Regions from separate parts of the Macaca mulatta genome. Here region 1 is linked to region 2. A link is a contact called in public Hi-C data. All regions are on one chromosome and are shown on one strand. The core of a region is the stretch at or near the end of the contact, and the rest is flanking DNA. Distances in the headings are between cores, read along the strand shown.

What was found. A called contact is a pair of places that touch in the nucleus more often than the background predicts.
Region 1: a contact with region 2 is called in a Hi-C map of liver, with 2.8 times the contacts expected there. The contact joins the promoter of DCLRE1C here to the promoter of CDNF in region 2. A contact is called at or near these places in 2 of 14 Hi-C or Micro-C datasets (cortical neurons and liver).

What each region holds. Positions count from the first base shown.
Region 1 is chr9:16,507,634-16,511,830 of T2T-MMU8v2.0, forward strand. DCLRE1C (DNA cross-link repair 1C) reads right to left here and starts at 2,062. Exons shown (of 14, transcript NM_001204350.1): 1 at 1,954-2,062. The coding sequence starts at 2,062. MEIG1 (meiosis/spermiogenesis associated 1) reads left to right here and starts at 2,219. Exons shown (of 3, transcript XM_015146528.3): 1 at 2,219-2,355.
Region 2 is chr9:16,393,418-16,398,119 of T2T-MMU8v2.0, forward strand. CDNF (cerebral dopamine neurotrophic factor) reads right to left here and starts at 1,273. Exons shown (of 4, transcript NM_001193826.2): 1 at 1,068-1,273. The coding sequence starts at 1,182. HSPA14 (heat shock protein family A (Hsp70) member 14) reads left to right here and starts at 1,572. Exons shown (of 14, transcript NM_001265916.1): 1 at 1,572-1,696; 2 at 3,092-3,172; 3 at 3,256-3,338. The coding sequence starts at 1,640.

The sequences.
Region 1 (4,197 bases), core at 812-3,311, 120 kb after region 2:
GTTTTTGCCCTTGATGAGTGTATGTCCTGGTTGAGTAAGCAGATCCACATGTGGTTACAGAACAGAAAAAGTTGTTATAGACTGTTCAACTGTAGGGAAGAGTCCATTTCTTCCTTAATGCACAAACTTAGAGTGATGATTTCACAAATTCCTTTAGATGCATTATTTCTCCAAACTCAGTAGTCCTAAACACAAAGTGCAAGTTTCTGAAGTATACTTTAATCCTGGCTAGCCCATTTTGAGTTCAGAGACTCCAGTGCGACTCTATACAAAAAGCAGAAATAGGCACATCCTCGTCCAGCAGTAGATTCTCAATGAAAAACAAAACCAGAAATGTGTCAGGCACAGTGGCTCACACCTGTAATCATAACACTTTGGGAGGCTGAGGTGGGTGGATCTACCTGAGGCCAGAAGTTCGAGACCAGCCAGGCCAACATGGTGAAACGCCATCTCTACTAAAAATACAAAAATTAGCTGGGTGTCGTGGTGCGTGCCTGTAATTCCAGCTACTTGGGAGGCTGAGGCACAAGAATCACTTGAACCCAGGAGGCAGAGGTTGCAGTGAACGGAGATGACGCCACTGCACTCCAGCCTGGCGACAGAGACTCCATCTCAAAGTAATAATAATAAAAATACAAACATTAGCCAGGCATGGTGGCTCACTCCAGTAGTTCCAGCTACTTGAGCAGAGAGCATGTGCCACTGTCCTCCAGCCTGGGCGACAAAGGGAGACCCTGTCTCAAAAAAAAAAAAGGAAGAAGAAAGAGACGCTCGAAGAGGTGCATGATGCTAATATGGCAACGCATGAGAAAAGGTCCAGATTTTCCTCATTAAGCAGAAATCACTAGTGGCTTTGTGGGAAAAAAAGCAGAGACATTTCCCAGAAGCAGTAACTTCAACAATTTATAGTCCAAGTGATTGATTCCACACCCAAGACAATATAGCTGGCCTTCCCACCAACCCTGTGAGGAAAGGCTGTACTTGGATACCTGTAATTTACTTTAAAACCCTTTCCCACTGCGCATGTGTAGATAGGTTTGTTACACTGATCGACTCCACAGGGTCGTGGGAGCTTCCTGCTCCAGCACTCTGCAAGGCCACACAGCAGAAGGCAGCAACTCCAATGATTCCGTTTATCATTTTCTCCAATTAACACTAATGGCTGAGCTAATTGGCACAATAAGTATTAAAACTGTTTTCACTGGTAAGTCACTTATTAGAGCAACAGAAGTGAAAATGAACAATGGTTGTGAAATTAGCGTATTTAAACTCTGGAAATTAGCTCCAATCTCTGCCTGGCGTATCTAGCCTCGAGCTTATATCATTAACAGCGACACTCTAACCTTAATCCCTAAATCGGTCCAGCTGTGAAAGGATCCAGCTGTGAAATCATAGTAGCTTTTCTGGTTGCCTGATACCATTTAGAAGGGAAACATCCCTCCTTCCTAACCCAGGACGAAGCGTTCGTAGTGGATGCGGACAGAACATCCAAAGGCCAGGGAGTTTGCACTTCGTGGAGCTATCAGGCGGATTGTTTCACAGTTGTGTGTGTGTGTGAGTCAGCCCGCTTGCTGACCAATGTTTGAGGGTGTGCTCAAATGGATCTGAAACTTGTTTTCTTCATACACGGTAGCGAGGCTCTGGGGGAAGAACTAACCCTCGCCAATCTCTGACCATCGGCCACCAGCAGAGCTACCAAGAGAACCTACTAGCAGCGCTTGACCAAGCCGGCCCGGGGCGCAACTGGCAGGCGCCGTTACGCCTCGTTGACCAGATCCAAAAATAGATGAAGCCTCTGAGAGGCTGAAGAGCCCGACTGGGACAAGGTGTGTGCTGGCCGCCCCCTCGCTGGTCTCCCACAGGCTGCAGCTCCTTGCTCCAGGACCGGCCCCCTCCTGTCCTCTCTCCAGCCCCCAGCGCCCCAGGAACAGGCGACGCGCAGCGCTCACTCACCCTTGTGGCAGTGGGACAGGAAGTAGGCGCGGGCCCTAAGGTTCTCCCTGTCGAAACGGTCTATGGAGATAGTTGGATACTCGGCCATCTGCCCCTCGAAGGAACTCATATCGCCGCCGATCCCAACGTCCCAGACCCCAAAACTGCAGCTGAAACCCAGGCCAGCCCAGACCGCGCTGCCACTTCCGGGAAGCCGCGCGCCGCCTCGCCATTGGGCGGCCGAACGCAGCCACGTCCAATCAGAGGAGTCCGGAGACCCGGGGCGACGCCAAGGAGCATCCGGTCGGGTCCCAGGCGCCGGCTGCCGGGTTTTAAATCACCCGCGCTACGCAGCATGCGGTGGGCCGTGACCCCGCCCAGTGCAAGGCTTATTCCTGCCAAAGAAACACAGGTGTTGCTCTGGTAAGGCGTTGCCCGTGTCTGTGCAGGTGCAGTCGCGGGAAGGGAAATCGAAACTCCCAGCGCAGGTAGCCCCAGCCGACTAGGCGAGTAGGCTGCGGAGCTGCGCTTAGAAATCATTCTTCCTTCCGCTTCCTGCTTGTCTACTGCTGGCCTGAAATCCGAACTCAGTTCCCCTCTCTTTTCTGTTCCCAATTTCTAACCTTGTGGGATAACCTTGAGGATTGTATGAAAAAGTTTGTAACTGACTCATGGTAGATTCAGTAACTATTGATTCCCTCTTCCGTTTTTATAATCTACAAACTGAGGAAGTCATCTCTGTGTGGTCTTGGGGCAAATAAGATCCGAATAATGTCTTCGCTGCTGGCCTCTGCCCTGGTCCCCCACCTTTTTGAGCTATACTTTTAGGAAGTTAGAATGATGTATTAAAAAAAAAAAAAAAAGATGGGAGGAAAGGTCTAAAATTTTTTAACAACCAAAGCAACTTTATGAAAATGTTTGTTAAAGTACTGTATTAAAATTCACCAAATAATCACCATGACATTTATTATGCTCCTTCCTATCAAATCTCCTTAGTATAATTAAACACAAACAACCCAGAACACTTTTACTTTATTTTATGTATTTATTGAGTTGGGGTCTAGTTCTATCGCCCAGGCTGGAGTGCAGTGGTGCCATCTCGGCTCACTGCAACCTCTGCTTCCTGGGTTCAGGCGATTCTTCTGCCTCAGCCTCCAGAGTAGCTGGGACTACAGGCATGCGCCACCACGCCTGGCTCATTTTTGTATTTTTAGCAGAGACAGCGTTTCACCACGTTGACCAGGCCGGTCTCGAGTTCCTGGCCTCATGCGATCCGCTCACGTCGGCCTCCCAAAGTGCTGGGTTACAGGCGTCAGCCACTGTACCCGGCCTTCCGGGCCTCCATAACACTTGAAGTCCCGCTTTGTGCACAGCATGGTGACAAACCTTCGGGTAGCATTGAATCTATCTGGGGACAACATGTTTGCAGAATACGGCAAATAAATGCTTCCACAGAGATGCAAAGTAACATGAGAATAAATCCAGGAACAAAGATTTCTGATCAGGGAAGTCAGGAATCAGAATGCCATTCCAGCCCAGCACAGTGGCTCATGCCTGTAATCCCAGCACTTTGGAAAGCTGAGGTGGGCAGATCACCAAAGTCAGTAGTTCAAGACCAGCCTGGACAACATGGTGAAACCCCATCTCTACTAAAAAGAAAAAAAATCGGCCAGGCATGGTGGCACATGTCTGTAATTCCAGCTACTCGGGAGGCCAAGGCAGGATAATCACTTGAACCTGGGAGGCGGAGTTTGCAGTAAGGCTAGATCACGGCAGTGCACTCCAGCCTGGGCAACAGAGACTCTCTCTCAAAAAACAAAACAGAATGACATCCTTAATGTCAGTTTGTTCCTGTAGTCATGATACTCAGAGTTCTATTCAAAAACGGATTCCCATGAAATCTTGAGGAGGGGGAGGAGGGGTGACATGGAAAGGTATATACAACATAATCACTAATTTAGGTAAAATATCCTGCTAGTATACTACTGGCAACAACTTTGATGGTTTGTCTTAGAACACATGGGAACAACTGCCCTGGCAGGGTTATGGAGACCTAACAACAAATTCTGCTGAGTCTAGTGTCTGAAGAATCTCGTGGTGGAGCTCCAGGAAAGGCAGGTTAAGATAATGCTCGTGATCTTATTTATCTGCTCACTTATTTATCTCCTCCTCTTTCCACAATGGATACAGTACAAACAAAGGGAAATAGAGTCACGACAAAGGGAAAGACAGGATAGAAAATAAGCAAGATAGGTAAGCATAGCC
Region 2 (4,702 bases), core at 23-2,522:
CTGGCCAACATGGTGAAACTCCATCTCTACGAAAAATATAAGAATTAGTTGGGCGTGGTGGTGGTGCCTGTAGTACCAGCTACTCAGGAGGCTGAGGCAGGAGAATCGCTGGAACCTGATGGTGGAGGCTGCAGTGAGCCAAGATTGTGCCACTGTACTCCAGCCTGGGCGACACAGCGAGGCTCTGTCTCAAACAAAAACAAAAACAAAAAAACAAACAAAAACATAACTTTAGTACGACTATATCCATCCATTCACTCAACATATATGATGAACCTACAATTTCCTGTTCTCTAGGGATATTATTTTCCAGCTCAGGGCATATACATTTAAACTAATCATTTTCAGTAAAACATGGAGTGAGCGCTACAGGCGTACAGAAGGAAGGGGCTAGCATAGCCACTTAACTTCTTTGCCTTTGCTAACAGATCTCTAAAGTGAAGTATGCTGATTTTGCAAAAATCAAAGTCTCAGAGCTAGGGGACTTGGTGGGACACAGACCCATGTATTGTGACTGCAAGTTCACAGCTGAGATACCGTGAACAAAAAGGAATCACTCTTTCGTATTCCTCTCTTTCCCAAGGAGTCAGTGTACTCCTTTGCAAAGCAACTTTCACCTATAGAGTCCTAACAAATATTAGCTGTGTTTTCTGATTTAAGCCACTCAACTCAATGCCATGTTTTGTTTTCCTTTTGGGAGTCACCAACTAGCTTGGACTTGAAAGACGTCTTCTGTGCAAGGGGAAGCAAATCTTGCTGGCTGGAAGCAGCAGAATCAATCTGGCGCCAGGATCATCTGAATCTAGCAGTCTTTGCACAAACTCTAATCCAAATACAAACCCAGCAGCTTTTACTGCTGAAGTTTAATATTCACAGCAAAACCGCAACGTGACCTCACGTTGCCACTGGGCCCGGCTTCAGCTTTTGCTCGAGCTGGGTTTGGGCGATCTAAAACGAGGGACTGGGTGAAATGTTATTTATAGCCAGGGCCAGGAGAAGCCAAAGCCGACAGCGATTGCACTCCAGCGCGGGGCCGCCGCCATGCAAGCAGGTCGCACACCGCTCACCTTCACAGTCGGCCCCCGGTCGCCCCCCAGCCTCCTGGCCCTGCGCCAGCACCGGGTGAGAGACCCAAAGCCCGGCGCAAAAGGCCACCACGGCAACTGGGCTCGCGCACCACATGCTGGGCCAGCAGCTTCAATCGCCTCCGCCACCCGCAACCACCGCTCACCGAGGTGCCGAAGCGAGCTGACTAGAGTGCGAGGTTGGAAAGAGTCTGCCGGTAGTTGCCAGGACAAATGACGCAACTGAACTGAGAGTTTCCATTGGCTCTCACGGAAGGGACAGGAAGGGGGCGGAGCGTAGAAGCCTTTTCCCGTCCCTCCCTGGTTGCGCGTGCGCACTATGCAGTTCCGCAGAGCGCAGAGACACGCGCTGAAGCTACTCGCGTACTGCGCGTGAAGAAAGGCAGAACCTTCACGCTGATTGGCGGCGACGCGGGAGGCTGTCGCGGCGGCCCGGACGCAGGGGGCGGGCGGGAACGTGAAGCTCCGCGGTGCCTGATGGGGCCGTTGGGCGGCTGGTAGCTGTTGCTGTTGGGGGACCCCTTCATTCCTACCGCCGCCGTCCCTGCTGCCTCATGGCGGCCATCGGAGTTCACCTGGGCTGCACCTCAGCCTGTGTGGCCGTCTATAAGGTGAGGGGCTGCGGAGCTGGGCTAGGGCTTCATGACGGCCACCCGGTTCTCTGGCGCGGGCTCATCCACAGGCTTGAGAGCGGCGTGTCGCCGGCCTAGGGATGTCGTGGAGTGGCGTTGCCGCGAGAACACTCCGGGGCGAAGGGCCGGGCGGGCCAGGCCTAGCCCCTGGCGACTCCTTCAGAAAGTTCTCTGCTCCGCGGCGGAAGCTCCCGGCGACTTAGACGCGCAGAGTTCCAGGGGCGTCATGGCGGCGGGATGCCCAAAGGGGTCCCGGGGACAACGGAGCTGCAGGGTGCCCGGGGGGTCTCGGAGAAGGCGGGGCCGCTGGGTGTCCGGGGATGGGTCCCGGGGACGTCCTGGCTTCTGAAGGCCGGAAGGGTCTCGCTGACGTCAGGGCCTCAGGATTCCCTTGGGTGGGAGGTTCTCGGAAAGTGGCCGCGAGGTACTTGGAGGCGGTGGTCTTTGGGACAGCAGGGCCGCCGGACGTGCTGAGCTGGGCCCGAACGTCTAGGTCCCGGAGGGGCGGGGAGGCTGCTGTCGAGTTGGAGCTGATGGTCCTGCAACGCTGCCTGGCTGTGAAGCCAGTTGATTGTGCGTGCTCTACAGAGGTGGAAGTGAGAGCTTGACAGGACTTGTGGCCTTTCTCTCCTCAGTGGGGAGGCAGAAGGAACGATAATCATGAACTCCGTTGCCACTAGTTCCGCGTTTAAATGTCAAATGACTTGTTAGGAAAAGCCAAAGGGAATAATGCTACTTCATTTTGTAGAAATAGTAAGAAAGGGGCCCAGCGCGGTGGCTTACGCCTGTTATTCCAGCGCTTTGGGAAGCCAAGGCAGGCGGATCATGTGAGGTCAGGAGTTCGAGACCAGCCTGGCCAACATGGTGAAACCCCGCCTCTACTAAAAATACAAAAAAATTATCCGGGCTCGCCTGTAATCCCCGCTGCTCAGGAGGCTAAGGCATGAGAATCGCTTGAACCCTGAAGGCGGAGATTGCAGTGAGCCGAGATCCGCCACTGTAGTGTGCACTCCAGCCTGGGCCACAGAGCAAGACTCCGTCTCAAAAAAAAAAAAGAAAGAAAGAAAAAGAAATGGTCATGGTAAGAAAGAAATAGGAAAGGTAACGTAATAATAGGCTTCTTCGTTTTGTGTGTAGAAAGGTTGTTATTACTTTTGATTCAATTGTTGACTTTGCAGAGCAGACTGAAAACATGAGGCAGTTCTTCATGGAGTTATAGGCCTTCTATGAAAACGAGGAAATTAAATGGTAATGAAATTTGCGAGTTTAAAATATTGAGAAAGCAGTTTTTCTTTCCACACAGATGGCAAAGTAACACTGGTGCACACATGTCTGAATACGTCTAATGAGACTATTTCATGTTTTTTTCTCTAGGATGGCCGGGCTGGTGTGGTTGCAAATGATGCTGGTGACCGAGTTACTCCAGCTGTTGTTGCTTACTCAGAAAATGAAGAGGTACTAGTCCCCTCATTTTTGTACTTGTGAAATAATTTAAAATTACTATTACATGCATTGTAATATATATATATATTTTTCAGATTGTTGGATTGGCAGCAAAACAAAGTAGAATAAGAAATATTTCAAATACAGTAATGAAAGTAAAGCAGATCCTGGGCAGAAGGTATGGAATCAAATGATACTTTTAAATATAGTAATAGAAACATGTTCATAAATTCTAAGCATAATGTGAAACTAGAAACAGCATAGTTTGTTTCTTCATTTTATGACTGAGTCATTAGAGAGTACCCCCAGTAGGCTGTGTCTTTTGATTATTAGTGTTGGATCTTCTCCAGTATGGGATTCACTCAGATATTAGTTTCTTGCTGACAGGTCTGTTAGTATTGATAAATGCTAACATTCATTTAATTTTGGTAATTTGTGTCAGAGGTGGTAATTTGGATTGTTCACATTTTTAGTTTTTTTTTAACTGAGAGGATTTCAAAGATTTTGTGGGAATTTGAAGACTTCTTGATAATGTGGTTGAATTTTGCTGAATCTATTACAATTGTTCATAATAGATGTAGACACTATTGATTTTCTTCCTCATGATCTTTTGTGACACTTTCTGGGAACTAACTTTTCCATTGGACTTACAAATTTAATCATTAGAGTAACAGCTAAATTAACATCTTATGTAAGAATCAGATTAATCATCTGTTGTAACTTTAATTAGAAGATTAAAAGAGGCTTGCTTCCCCAGACTTCTGTCTCCTGAAATTATAGATTGCTGTAATAATTAGGGGTTTTCATTTTCACTACTGTAGTAATACTTGATAGAGTGTTTTTAAATTTTCAAAGTGCTTTCACATCTATTATTTTATTTAATCCTCTCAACATCCTTGTAAAATTGTCAAGGCAAATACTATCATTCCCCATTTATAGATGAGAAAATCAAGGTACAAAGAAATTTTTACCTTAGGTTAGGGGGTAAACTGGATAAGACTGCAGATCAGGTCTCCTCACCCTCTGCCCCAGGTTCTTTTCTTTCAACTTTGTTTAGTGAGAATGTAAGTAAAAATGTCCTTGTGTTGATTTAGAATTTGGATATTATAGATTAAATTTATACAGGTATCTCTTACCTGTTTATCTTATTTTGTATCTCTTACCTGTGTTCAATTAAATTGAACTTGATATTAATCTTTTTCCTTAGGATATTTATACACTAAGCCAAAAACTATAGTTGTTTGGAGATAATTCAATATTTGGTGACAATAAACATATCCCCATATCCTTTTACCTGTTGACAAAGTACTGAGCATATTAAATATAAGTTGGTGTCAAATATTTTCAAATCATAAAGTGTAGAAAAAAGAATTGTAGATGGGTCTTGAAGCCTGAATCACTGAGTAGCCAACAATATATTTGTTTGCTTTTTTAAATTAAACTTTTTATTTAGAGAGAATTGTAGTTTCCTATGCTGCTGTGTAAGAAATAATACAGAAATGTCAAGCACATGACTGGATTCACCACCTCTCCCCTTGGTTA